2 separate regions of the Mus musculus genome follow, and region 1 is linked to region 2. Evidence: chromatin contacts called from public HiChIP or PLAC-seq data. All regions are on one chromosome and are shown on one strand. The core of a region is the stretch at or near the end of the contact, and the rest is flanking DNA. Distances in the headings are between cores, read along the strand shown. Region 1 holds the start of 1700039E22Rik (RIKEN cDNA 1700039E22 gene). Region 2 holds the start of Dnmbp (dynamin binding protein).

Evidence for each region. HiChIP or PLAC-seq counts read pairs in DNA pulled down with a chosen protein or histone mark.
Region 1: a contact with region 2 is called in an HNF4G HiChIP or PLAC-seq map of pancreatic cancer cells. The contact joins the promoter of 1700039E22Rik here to the promoter of Dnmbp in region 2. A contact is called at or near these places in 1 of 39 promoter capture datasets (pre-B cells) and 1 of 115 datasets of contacts at active chromatin or transcription factors (pancreatic cancer cells).

Annotation. Positions count from the first base shown.
Region 1 is chr19:44,830,313-44,837,809 of GRCm38.p6, reverse strand. It overlaps 1700039E22Rik (RIKEN cDNA 1700039E22 gene), which reads left to right and starts at 1,872. Exons shown (of 3, transcript NR_045315.1): 1 at 1,872-2,319; 2 at 4,986-5,107. Pax2 (paired box 2) reads right to left here. Exons shown (of 10, transcript NM_001368747.1): 8 at 4,543-4,644; 9 at 2,333-2,419; 10 at 1-1,840. The coding sequence ends at 1,719.
Region 2 is chr19:43,934,944-43,941,537 of GRCm38.p6, reverse strand. Dnmbp (dynamin binding protein) reads left to right here and starts at 1,340. Exons shown (of 16, transcript NM_028029.4): 1 at 1,340-1,421.

The DNA of each region.
Region 1 (7,497 bases), core at 623-3,122, 900 kb before region 2:
ATTTACTTTGTTTCTGTTATTTCGGGTCGTCACGATCCACGGTTGAGGAGACATGCAGGGAGCATCGCCGCTACCGAGAGAGCAACTACAGGGTGGGGTGGGGCAGGGTGGCCTGGTCGGGCACGTGGGGCATGGCCACAAGGGGCCAAGCCCCGAGGTTGGTTCTGCCATCTTAGATGTAGCCTTGGAGGCCTGGGGCAGAACGGACCGAGACAGAGACAAGTGAAGAAGAGAAAGAGACACAGAGGGGTCGAGAGTAGCAGAGAAAAGGGAGATGAAGTGGGAGAGATGCAGGGCGATGAACACGGAATTACAGAGAAACAGTCAACAAAACAGGCGAGAGGTGTCCACGGGACCATGTTCGTCATTTTGCATAGAGATTTCTTTCATAATTTTTTTTTGTAACGTAAAAAAATGCCCCCCTCCCCCAGGACGTGCTGTGCTTTAGTGGGCATGTAGCTGTGTCCCCCCTCCCTCCCCCCAGCGAGCGGCGACTCTCACAGCACGGACAGAAGGGTGTATCTACAGGCAGGGGGGCGGGGGGGGGGCGGGAGGACAGGGACTCTATGGTACCCGGAGGGGCGGGGCAGAGAGGGAGGGGCTATGTACAGAGAGAGGTTCGCCTCGACAGCACACACCGTCTTTCTATAAAGCAGCCTGTTGGGTTTTTGTTTGTTCATTTTTGCAAAGACCATCATCATATTAAATAAGTGTAGACTTTTTTTTTTTTTTGAGGCTCTGTTCAGCTCCTGCCCAAGGGAAGGCTGGGGAGGGGGTGCTTGGGGGGAATGGGGCGGGGAGACCCGGATTTTCATCTGGGGCGGCTCGGTCGTCAGTTCCTTCCAGGCTTTTTGCGCCCGCAGGTTGGGAGTTTGGGATGGGAGGGTGGGGGTGGGCAGCGCATTACTGATGGGAAAAGATCAATGCTCGCAGCCGCAGCCTGAGGACACGGTTCCCGCGGTGGCCCCGACGTGGCTGCGTGCTTGGGACCAAACACAAGGTGTCGTGGGATGAGCCGAGGAAGCACAGGAGGGAAAAGTGAGAGGCCAGCAGGTGGAAGAGGCGCTGACGTAAGGGCAAGGCGGGGCCGAGAGGAGAGTCACTGCAGAAGGAGATCGCAGGCCCAAGGGAACTAGGCAGTTCAGGTGGATGAGCTCAGTTGGCGTCTGCTCGCCTTGGGTACCAGCCTTGGAAAACGCTGTCGCCCCAAACGCTGTCCCTCGAGTCCGACCCTTGCGTCCCAGTGCCACCGTCTGGGGCGGGGCGCAGACAGAAGGCGGGGTCAGCTTGGCAGGCACAGGGGGGATGGGGCAGGATTTCCCCCCTAGGGTCTCCCCGGCGGCTCCTCCTTCAGCACAAAGTCCTTTCCTTAGCTTCCCTTGCTCAGCTTCTCCAGCGAAGCCTCCCGACTCCCGGGCGTCCGAAGTGGGCTGCCCCTGGGTGGGCCACGCTGATTGTGTGTCACAGAAACGGCGCGCGGGCCAGAGGCGGGCGGGCTTCCGGACGGCGCCGCGGTCCAGGCAGGCGGGGAGGGGCGACGGGCGGGGCTGGGGCCTGAGGGTCCCACCCGCGGCTCCACCTGTCCTGTCTGGCCATCGACAGGGTGATGAGAAGGGCTGCGGGGCTTGGGGGAGGATGTCTCGAGGTGGGGGTGGGACAGGGACGGTGGCCGAGAGGCAGCGCGTCGCTTCGGTCCTCCCTCCCTCTGGGGTGGGCGGTCAGACGGGGACGATGTGGAGGCCGAAGCTGTCTGCCTGAAGCTTGATGTGGTCCCCGCGGTAACTAGTGGCGGTCATAGGCAGCGGCAGCAGCGGCAGGGGCGGAGCCCCGGGGGGCGGCACTATAATAATAAGGGGAACCTGGAAGTTAACACAGGAGAAGAATGGGCTGGGTGAGAGGACAAACAGGAGAACAAAAAAGGAAAGAAAAGCAAAGAAAAGCCCTCCCCGGGTCCAGCGGGATCAGGCCTGGAGGACTGTGGCTCGGCCCCGAGGCCAGATGCCCAGGAGTAGTGCTGCATCCACAGGGCGGGAGAGGGACAGGACAGGTGACACCCGGCTGCGGATCCCCCAAGGGGTCCGACGGCCACTGTTGGCTAAGAGCCCTCCAGTGATCAAGAGGTAGGGGAGGGAAGAGGCTGGAGGCGCAGGCGTCCTGGTGGTATCCCCAGGACCCGGCGCTGCTCTAATGGGCCTGTCTCCCTGGCCCATCCGGGTACCCAGAATTGGGGTGGTCCTGAGTGGGATCCGTATCCCGAAGCAGCCTGCGCGCCCGAGCTGGCGAGCGGGTAGGCGACCTTGGGAGCCGCCGGCCTGCCAGGTGGCGTACTCACTTAGTAAGGCGGGGTTGCTGAATCTCCAAGCCTCATTGTAGGCGGTGTACTGGGGATGGCTGTATGGGTTGCCTGAGAACTCGCTCCCTGTGGGAGGGCGGGGAACTGGAATTAGAGGCGTTCAACGTGTCCAGTTGGCCTCTTCTGTCCTGTCCTCACTAGTCCCAGTCTTGGGTGTTTCAAGCAGGGATAGGGCCCCTGGGAGCAGGCCAGAGGCCAGGTAATCCACACACTCCGAGCTCTGCATGGGGACAGCCACCATAGACAAGTAGCAGCCAGATCCCTGCACACCTAGGCATGGAGGGAATCTGTGGGCGGGTTTGTGCCTGGGCTCTCCTGCAAGAGATCGCTGCCCAGGAAGGGTTTGGTCTTGGTCTGGCTGCTCCCACTTAAGTAAATTGGGAGCTGAGAGCTTTTACAGTGGACACTGGCTTTAGGGATTCTACAGCATGAGAGAGGGGGAAGGTGGAGCAGGAAGGCCCCTGGGACACTTTGTCCCAGAAAGCCCTAAGAATGGCATCTCAGAGCTGTGCCAAAGCTAGGCAGGTGGTAGTGGTGGTGCCCTCCTGGGAAATAACCCCTCCCACTTTTCCCTCCTGAGGTTCAGTACAAGGGCCACGTAACTGGGGAAGTGAACTGCGGGAATCCACTGGACTGCTCGCAGGCTCAGGAGCAGTGAGCAGTGGAGGGCACAGTGGGTTGGGAGCCTTCGGGAGCTACCTCCCTCCCTCCAGGAGGAGAAAGGCCAGGCCTATGGGTTTCCCCCCTGGCCCTTTCTCCTGTGTGATGACCCCAGACTGTTTACAGTGATCCCTAACCGCGGGTTAAGTAGAGGAGAAGGGGCCCCACTCCAAGAAGGAGCTGGGTGGGGGTGGGGGATGCAGCCACTGGAAAGCCTGTTTATTGACGAGGAGGGAAAGCATGCGTGCAGCAGGATAATGAGCTTCTGAGCTCAACTGTGACCAAGAGGAACTGAGCTATCTCCTTCCCCATCGCTAATGAAACAAGTGTAATTTCCTCATCAGCACTAGATTCTGTTTAACGACTCCCCCCTTGCCACCATGAGCTCTCTGCGGCTCCCCTCATCCCTACCTCCCTGTAGACTCCCCACCCCCCACCTCCCCACTCTTTCCTCACCACCACCACCCCACCTCCCTAAGACCTCCTCCAGCCTCCACCTGCTCACTGCTGGGATCTTCTTCCAGAGCCATCCCTTGCTCCCCCACCAACAGCTTCTACTTGCCTTCTCCCAAGTGTGAGCCCCAATCCCTTCATCCGCACCTCCAACTTCTCTCAGTCAGCCCTATTCTCTTAACAGGCTGTAACGGGCTCCCCAGTTTCTCAACCCTTACTCAGGGCCGTGCCTTGATGAATAAGGCCAATCCAGCTTTCTGTCCTCTCTTTCTCCCTCTACCAGTGAGGGTTGAACTTGAGGAGTGGGGCATACAAAAGGGCTCCAGAGACAGTGGACTACAGGCTGGGAGAGTCTTAGCCACCTTAAGGTGAGAGATTTTGGTGTTTCAACACCAAACTTCAACTCTCTTTGACTTTAAGCCACTCTCATTTGGGGTGAAGGTTAGAGAGGACAGCCACCAGGCTGCTTCCTGAACCCCAAACCCAAGTCCAGTGCCTCTCAGCAAAAGGGTACACTAGAGATTCAGAGGAGCACAGAGGACCTGGGTCCTCTGAAGACATGTGGAGTTGTTGTAGCTAATTTTTCTCTGAAGCTAACATCTCTCTGGTTCCCTCCTGTCCACTTTGAGACTAGCTTCCTTCTCTCTAGATTGGGATTGGTTCTCCACAGTGGTCTCCTCCCCTGGCTTGGTGTAGACCAGCATGGCTTTGTCTGAATGACTGCCATGCCCCTGAAAATGGTCCTTGGTTCCAAGTTTCCATGGAAACCAGGGCAGGCTCTTCCAGGCAGTGTCAGCTAGCTGAGTTAGGCATAGACTTGGACGGATGGGTGCTGAGGAAGGGCTATAACCTAAAGCTGTGTTGACAAGGGAACATTTCTGTATGCTTCCTCCTTGCATTGCTTCTAAAGAGTCAGCTATGGCCATAGAAGGACAATGGTTTGCAGAACAATGGCTTGTTGGTTCTCCCCCCCCCCCCAACCCCCGACTCCCAGCCACAGATTACAGTCCACTAGCAGCTCTCCCACAATTTAGTTAACCCCACCCAGATGAGACATCTACAGCATTGTCACCTACCAGGCACCATTCCTGCCAGGGTGGAGGTAGGGTAGCTTCCCTGGCCAGTGGGGGGCACATGAGGGGGGTAACCAGGTAGAGTGGTGCTCGTCATATCACGACCTGGAAAAACACAAAGGGGAAGGAGTGAGGCCTAGAAGAGAGGGGCCTGCCTCAGCTCGCTCTGGGATGCTCTAGGGAGAGGATGCTCTTAGAGAGGAAGGAGATGAGCACTCAGGCATTCGGACTCCTGAGTGCCTGGATATGGATCCAAATGTCTACGTGTGTGTGTGTGTGTGTGTGTGTGTGTGTGTGTGTGTGTGTGTGTGTGTGTATGCACACCTCTGTTTTATATTGCTCATTGTGTATCTGTGCATTGTGTGTTTGCCCTTGTCTGTATCTCCAACAGCCTCAACCCAGATGGAGATGGGTGGAGATGACCTGGTTTTATTCTTTCTCTATAGATGCTCAGCTATGATTGTTCTGGTGGACCTCTGTCATGTCTACTCTCCTCTACATCTCCTCTTCCCAAACCCCTGTCTTTCCTTCAGGCTTTGAAGATACCCCATTACCATCTTCTATGAGGGTAGGTGCTTTCTTTATTCTGAGTGGAACAGTAGATGCTGAGCCCGTTAGGTCTGGAGGACAAGGGACTAACCCTTGGGCTATTTTGCTATGATTGTAGCATTTACACGATAGAAAACCATCTCTGAAGTGAAGCAGGAACTTTGAGGATAAGCAGATCAGACGAAGTTCCAATGAGCAAAATTTTGCTCCCCCTACCAGCAGCCTCCCTGGAGACTAGACCTCTATTATACAGAGCCTCTATTACACAGAGCCCAGGGCATGGGAGGCAGGACTTTCCTTGCCAGGAGCAGGGTGAGGGGGGAGGCAAAGGGAGCCAACATTAGAGCCGCACCAAGGCTTTGCTTCTGGAACATGGCTGCATGTGACAGGCTTCCCTTCCTTCTCTGCCCCTCCTAGCATACTCCAGTCTTCATGGACAGCATTGGCTCCCTCCTACCTTCCCCACCCATACACTAGAGCCTAGCCTCTTCTGGGGCCCATGATTCTGCTGCAGATCCCCCTGTCTTCCTCACCAGACAACCATTCTGCTCCTTATACCTCCATCTGTCCCCAAGAAAGCAAGGTGTGGCTGGAGGACGTCATAGCACTGTGTATACCTCCCTAGTTCACTATGTGCACACCTCCCCTAGTTCACTATGTGCATCTCCCCTAGTTCACTATGCACACCTCCCTAGTTCACTATGTGCACACCTCTCCTAGTTCACTATGTGCATCTCCCTTGTTCACTATGCACACCTCCCCTAGTGCACTATGCACACCTCCCCTAGTTCTTTTCCCCGCCCCACCCCCGCTAAGTTGGGTCCTAATCATGGTCAGGTCCATGGGACTCTTCTATATTCCATAGCGTCTCTCCACCACTGTCCATGTGAAGACATCGCCTACTTCACTCCTCAGATACATGCGCTTTCTCACCTCCATCCCAACACACCTGAAAGAGTCATCCTTCTCTAAGAGGACAGAGGGACAGCTCAGGCTTTTCCATTTCTGTCCACCATGTGAGCATCCTCAGGAGCTGACCAATTGTCACCTCAAACTCAGGAGGAATAAAGGCAGACTGTCTGCTCCTCCATCAGAAGCCCGGTCCTTTTGAAGACACATCTAGAACTTCAGAGCCCTAGACACAGCCTTCCTCCCCTGTCCCTTCCGATGTGCAGTCGACTCTCCTCTGCTACCTCTCTTAGGTTCATCTCTGTTTTCCTGTCACATTTATAGTTTGACTCCAGAGTATCAGCCTTTGGCTTGCTGCAGTGGTTTTTCTTTGCTTGTGTTCCTGCCTCTACATTCTTCCCTCTTACCAGTCTGAAACGCATCCGCTAGCCCTTTGGACACATTGCTTTCACAGGACCACCTCCTTATAAACACTGCCATTGATTCCCTGTAGGCTGCAGCTTAGATGGAAACCCTGCAGACACTCAGTACCCTCCTGGTCTGTGCCCACCTCGGCTTCTCACTACTGGCTGTTTTGACCTCCCCATGTAAAATGCCCATGCTCTGATGTGACCTTTCCTTGTCTTACTTATAGTTTTCTTCCAGTTCAAGCCTCAACATCCCCCATCCTTCTACTCATCTTGGAAGTTTCTTTCAGGTTTCCATGACATCCGTGTTCTATGATTGACAACATGCATTATCAGGTCTGCTGCTTCATGCCGAGGTTTTCATTTTCAAACAGACCATAACTCACTCAAGGGTAGGACCCACATTCTGATCTGTCCTGCAGAGTTGAGAACCCAGCTGACTCTCAATAAGTGCTTGTTGATCAACTCTTACCCACACCCCACTCACCCCATTGTATGCACTGCCAATTCCTGATGGATTATAATGGCTTCCTAATTGCTTCATATGTGTTGATCTATGTAGAGAAGCAAAGCCAGAATAAAATGTGCTTGAATCTTTTCCTCAAAAAAAAAAATCAATTGAAACGGGGCTGAGAGTTGGCTCCATGGTTAAGAGCACTGGCTGCTCTCCCAGAGGACCCTGGTTCGATTCCCAGCAACCACATGGCAACTCACAACGGTCTGTAACTTCTGTTCTGGGGATCTGATATCCTCTTCTCTCCTTTTTGGATACCAGGAATGTGGAGCACAGACTCAGAGGCAGGCAAATCACCCATACACATGAAAATAAATCAAGGTTTAAGAAACTAAAAAGTAAATAGAAACGAGAGTGGAATTTTTACATACAAAGATTTTCTGTGATAGGTTCCTCTCTGGGGACTCATCATGCAAGAGAACGATTTCCTTTTTTTAAACTTGTGGAGTGTGGTTAATGCCTTAGGTTTCCTGAAACTCACTAGTCAGAGGAGAACTAGCAAAGAGGGGGTCCCTTCCAAATCCCAGGCAGTAGAAAAATCTGCATTTGCTTTCTGTTTGTTATATTCTGTTTTGTTTT
Region 2 (6,594 bases), core at 91-2,590:
TGTCATTTTACTTGAAAGGGGGAGAAAAGCTTACTGTTTGACAGGCCGCTGAAGCATTTGATCAATTTCTTTCAAAAACAAAAATCTGGAATATTTATGTTTTACCACAAAAATGCCTTCCTTCAGTGTTCAGACAGCAAAGGAGGAGAATAATGTATGTGAGCAGCAGTTTCACCCCTAGGTACAGCCTCCAAAGAACTGGAAGCAATGGGTCCAGCAGATACGTGTACGATTTGGGTCCTAGCCTTAGCCACAGTAGCCAAAGGGGAAACTCCGCCGAATGCCCAGTGAAGGACAAACGCCTAAACACAACGCAGTATATTTAGCAGTAAAAAGGAAGGAAATTCCGACACATAGAACAGCACAGATGAAACTTAGGGCATTATTCTAACCAAAATAAGGCAGGCACCAAAAGGCCAAGTATTGTAGATTGCATGTATGAGGGTCTTCAGAGTAGACGAATTCTTAAGGACACGAGAGACTAGGAATCGCTGGGAGTGGAGTCCCTGTACGATAAGAGCAGTTTCAGTTTGGGAAGTTGGGGTCCCGGTGCCGGACAAGATGATGGATGCGTAGCAATGTGAATTTACCTACTCTGATGGACTGCACGCACACTTGACAATGGTTCAAACGATACACTTTATGCTATGTCTAGTTTACTACGATTTTTGAAGAGTCAAGAAACAATCTAGCTGATGAGATTTTAAAATAAAGCCTTATCTCTGCTGTGTGTGCATAGTGATATATGATTCCTGCATTCCTCAAATCTGCTAGGTCGGTCCCCGCGCTTGCACCAGCTCCTCCACGCACTTGCGATCTTTAACAGTCAGAAGTCTTCCGGGACTTTTCAGAAACCGGGACGTTTGGTTCTAGTATTCTGTGATTCCTTGCTTTTAAATTCTCAAAATTGTCCTGTGAGACTTTGCTCGGGAGAAAAGAAAAAAAAATCGATGAGGAGTGGGCAGTAACCTGATGGTGTTCCCCTGTAATCCAGCACTTGGAGGAGTGAAGGACGATGGAAGGTTCAAGGCTAGCCTCCGCCTCGGAGTAAGAGAATTCGCGCAGCGGAGAATTTGAGTTCTCTAGGTTGGCGGTAGCGCGAGTGCGTGGGGATCTGGATCCTAGCCTGAGCGAGGTGTGTCGCTAAACGCCCCCACGCAGTCCGTGCCTCAGTTTCCCTGAAAGGCCCTGGGAGCCCGAGCCCTGACGTGGCGGAGCGACGGGCTAGGCGGCCGCCAGGGGGCGCGAGCGCGGGAAACGGAGCCGGGGGCCACCGGACGGAAGCGGCGCTAAGGGAGGCGGGGCGGCGCGGAGTCACCCGGATCGGCCCGCCCGCCCGCCGCCGCTGAGGGGAGGTGACCGCGGCCCGGCCGGGCCACCAGTGGCTGTGCGCGGAGGGAACGCCGAGCGGCAGAGAGCAGGTCGGTGCGGGGCCGGGCGTCCGTGGGGTGGCGGGGTGGTGGGGTAGCGGGGACGGTCGCCTGCGGGGCGCGCGGGGCTTGCGGCGCAGCTCTCGGTCGCGCTGAGCTGCGCTCCGCGAGACGCGAGGCCCTCGCTGTCTTCACTCACGGCCGAGGGGGTGCAGGGGGGGGGGGGCAGCAGCCCTAGGGACCGTCCCGGGGCGCGGACCGGGGGGCGAGGTGTCCAGCCGGGGCGCTGTCACTGCGCCGCCCTGCCTCTTGGCTTTGAGTTGAAGAACTGAGCCCCAGTCCTGCTCCTGGTCACTGCTGCAGCTGGTGGGCATGAGAGGCCGGGATTTCGTGACAGCCAGGCAGCGATGGTTTCCCAAATAACCCGGGACTATTTATATTTAGCTGGAGATGCAGTTTTGGCTTACTGGAGTTTTTAGGTACCCAGGACGATTGCATGCTTGTGTCAGAGGAGGATGGTTGTCACTCGAATAAAGGGGTGTTGGGGTGACCGGACAGGACAGCATGTGGTGTGTATTAAGAGCTGCGAAGGGTGTTTTTAGGGCACAGGGTCGTGTTGAAAAACCAACTTGAAAAGCAAGGTCGCATGTGGGATTATGGCTGGCAAATTCTGTAACCTGTCTGACAGTGTTTCTTTTATAGTCTTGGGAGCACCTTGTGGAACTTCCTAATTAATAATGGTGACAAGCTAGTGATGACACCGATTCTCTGGTAGGAGCATAGTTTGGACTCCACTGTGCTTAGTCGAGTTACATGCCGCTGATAGAGCTGACTAATCAACAGGCGATTTTTGCAGCAAGCAGACCTGATTTCTCAGTTAGGGCTGCATTTATAAAACAGTCGTAGGAAAAGCATAGTCGAGGTGTAGTGTTCAAGTTAGTGTATCCATCGGGCCTCATTCCCCCTAAACTACTGAATCTCGTGATCTCTCAGGCCCTTCCACCGCTAAAGTCTTTCATTTGTATTTGAAGCCGATCCCTCCTGGTGACAACAAAGTCCTAGGAAAACAAAGTTAATTTTACAAATTATGTAGCAGATGTTCAACTTCACTGTCGCTCCCCGCTCCCCCACTCACATAATATTGGGTTGAAATGAGTGAAACCTGTTGTGTGTGTGTGTGTGTCATTCATGTTTCTGTGTTAATGTCACCCAATGGCTTGTCTAGACAGAGATCTTGGTGTGTAGTGGGGAAGTGCTAAGTCTGGCATGGGAGTGACTTGCATGTTGTCACAGGTAGTTTTTCCAACAAGCCAAGAACATTTTGACTCAAACTGTGCTAACTTTTAAGCTAACTTTTATCACATTGTGTATGGTTTGGGCTGGCGCGTGATAGTAATCTTTATAGATGCTGTTCAAATATGTATGAACTATTTGTCCTTTAACCCACAAAGTAGGGCCTCCTAACCTCTTCACCCCCTCTTTTCTGGCACCGAGCTCCGAGCATCCCCTTAGCCTGTGAGACCCTCTTCACATTCCTCCTTCACCCACGTGGCAGGGCGGGGCCTTGCCCCACTGAGCTTGCTGTACCACAGGATGCTCTACCCCTGCCGAAGGGTCAGGGTCGAGCAGACTCTGTTCTGAATGTTTATCTCGGTGTTTCCAGAGCAGAGCTCTTTCCCTGTGCCTTAGAAGGAAGCGTTTTTTCAGCATGCTGCCTTCCAGCGCTTCAAGTTCATCACCGTTCCCAGCCTTCTGGGTCACTTTGCTCTGTACAGGGCTAAAATAAATGCAGAGTCGTATTTTAAGCTACAGATTGCTTAGTCTTAAGTTGGGCAGGGTGGGAAGGCACACTTTTAAAAGTGATTCAAACCGTTTACAAGCAAAGGCTTGCTGCCTACCAGCAGTTACAAAGCTTGGCTTATTTTTCCAGTTTTTTTTTTCCCCGACTATGGGACAAAACACAAATCAGTTAGCATATTGCCTGTGACTTTGCTACTATTTCAGGATCCTATGAGGCTCTCAAGCAATGCTGCTGTTGTTGTTGTTAATAAAACACTCTTGAGACTCATTCACTCCTCAAAAGTTCCATGTCAGTGAATGTGTAATTTTTTATTATTATTATACCCAGCCGTGAAAGCATCTCAATAAACTAATTTTCAAGACTAAATAACTCAGTCTTGCTTTTGGGAGTTCATTATGAGATAGCTTCTCACCTGGAGAGCAGGATCCCAGCGATAACCACACCACCCCCATCCCAAATCCCCCATCCCCCATGAAAGAACTATTTTATATACTGGGTGCTAACTTAGCTGCTTTATCCTTGGTGTTAAAAAGAAAGCCATAGCTGGGCGTGGTGGCGCACGCCTTTAATCCGGCGCTTGCGGATTTCTGAGTTTGAGGCCTGCCTGGTCTACAAAGTGAGTTCCAGGACAGCCAGGGCTACAGAGAAACTCTGTCTCGAAAAACCAAAAAAAAAAAAAAAAAAAGAAAGAAAAAGAAAAGAAAAGAAAAGAAAAGGAAAGAAAAGGAAAGGAAAGGAAAGGAAAGGAAAGGAAAGGAAAGGAAAGGAAAGAAAAGAAAAGAAAAGAAAAGAAAAGAAAAGAAAAGAAAAGAAAAGAAAAGAAAGCCATACTGCCTGGTGCGGTGTGTGGTGACTCAGGACTTTAATTCTTTAAACTCAGGTGGATTTCTGTGAGTTTGAGGCCAGCCAAGGTTACATAGTGAGATCTTGTCTTAGAGAGAGAGAGAGAGAGAGAGAGAGAGAGAGAGAGAGAGAGAGAGAGAGAAGCAGCCACAGGGTAACTAAAATGAATTATTTCATCTTTGGCTTTGTAAGTCTTTTCTGTAGGCTAAAGATATGTGGCTACTGAGGCCTGAGAGCACAATAAGATGCTGATCAAGGAGTTTGAGTTGGATGGTTGTGTTCTGGTGCTGAGTGGTTCGTTCATTCATTCATTCATTCATTCATGCATTCATGCATTCAGCAAATACTTTTCGGAGCACTTGCATGAGCCAGGCCCTACTGTAGGAGTCAGAGCGGAAGTGTGAGCAGAGTGGGCAAAGGCTGACTCGTGCGTACTCCAGTGGGACCCTGAGTGGGTATGCGAGCATAGTGGATCCGGTCATCAGAATTCAGTGGAAAGTTCCAAGCAATTGTATAGGAAAGAGCGTGTGGGGGTGATGTCACTGTTCGCACAGACAGACGGGGGTTGGGGGGGGGGGGAGAAAGACCTCTGCTGAGATGTCTCCTGATCTCTGACTTGAGGGGAGAGTAGGAGGCAGAGAGGCTGGAGCAGGAGCAGGCTTGATAGGTGGGAGTGTTGACAAGGTCACAGAGGCCATGCAGGGCAGACATGGGGGAAGTGGCAGATGAAGAGGTGGTCAGAGCCGGAAAGGAAACCTCAGAATAGGCCATTGTCAAGAATCCGGCTTCGACTCTGAGAAAGGGGGGAAGCCTCTTAGGGCCTTTCTCTGTCCATTTGAAAAGGTAGATGCTGGGCAGGGGCCATGTTAGGAGCAGGGGATCATGAGGGATCAAGGGCATAATGGGAGGCCTTCCTTTTTACATTAGTTATGAGGCCAGAATTCTTCTCTGGGCTTTCATCTCCTTGTCTGCAGAATAACTGGGTCTCCTCCAGCTCCAGAACTTTAAGATTTCAGGTCACGTGGAGACCTTCAGGGAGGCAGGAGGAGGTTCTCAGAGTAAAAGCAGAGGACCTGAAAACTGACACCAACCCACCAGGAGCAAGATCATCCCCAAACCAGAGATCACCCCAAATCCAGAGACAGGGTCAGGTCTTCTCAGTCAGGCCACAAGAAGGGGAACCAGACAGGGCACGGTGGCGCACACCTACCTTCAGTCCCAGCGCTGGAGAGGCAGAGAGGAGGATGGGTGCATTGGAGGGCAGCCTGGTCTACGTAGTGAGTTCCAGGCTAGCCAGGACTATGTAGTTAAATCCTGTCTCAAAAGGCAAAAGAGAAAGAAAGGAAGGAAGGGAGGGAGGAAGGAAGGGAGGACAGTTTCTGTGAATATTCTTTGCTCACCTCTATCAGACTTTTCTTATCTCTGATTTCCGTTTCTGCTTGAGACAGGATCAAAGCTGTCATTCATCCGCAGATCTGACAGCCAGGGTTGCTTTTGTTGTCAGGAAAATCTGGAACTTTCCAGAAGGAAATAGGCCTACTTTTTACCCATCACGGGTCATTTGAATTTTGTTGCTGTTGTTTTTGAGGCACCTACAGAGATCTGCTTGCCTCTGCCTCTGCCTCTGCCTCTGCCTCTGCCTCTGCCTCTGCCTCTGCCTCTGCCTCTGCCTCTGCCTCTGCCTCTGCCTCTGCCTCTGCCTCTGCCTCTGCCTCTGCCTCTGCCTCTGCCTCTGCCTCTGCCGAGTGCTGGGATTACAGCTGTACACCACCAGGCCTGGCTCTCATTTGAGTTATTTTATCACAATCTGAAATATTTCTTTTGCTTTCAGTTATCCCACTAACTGCCTCCAGGTGCTCTTCAAACCATTTTTAAAACACACACGTGTGTGTGTGTGTGTGTGTGTGTGTACATATAATGTGTATATATATGTGTGTGTGTGTGTGTGTACATATAATGTGTATATATATATATGTGTGTGTGTGTGTGTGTGTGTGGTGTGTATATATGTGTGTGTATATACATATAATGTATATATATGTGTGTGTATCTGTGTATATATATATGTGTGTGTGTATATATACATATAATGTATATATATGTGTGTGTGTATGTGTATGTGTGTGTGCACATACCCTGGCCAGCCTGGAACTTACTATGTAGACCAGGCTGGCCTCAAACTCAACTCATCCATGCACCTCTCCCCAGCACAGATATACACACATATGCATAGATAGATAGATATAGATTATATATATATAGATATACATACACATACATATACATATATAATGTGTATGTATGTATATATGTGTATATATGTGTGTATGTGTGTGTGTGAACCACCATATGGGTGCTAGGAATTGAACCTAGGCCCTCGAGAGCAGCCAGCCATTGCTGAGCCATTGCTCCAGCTCCCCACCCCAGGGTGCATTTTTTTCACTGTGTGCTTTGTTCCAGTGCGATCTTGCAAGGTGGGAGTGTTTGCTTTCTGTGTTTTAACTTTGATACTGCAGCACTTCTTTTTCCTCAGGCACTGTTGGTGTGTGCATGTGCGTGCCCACTCCTCCTCTTGGACAT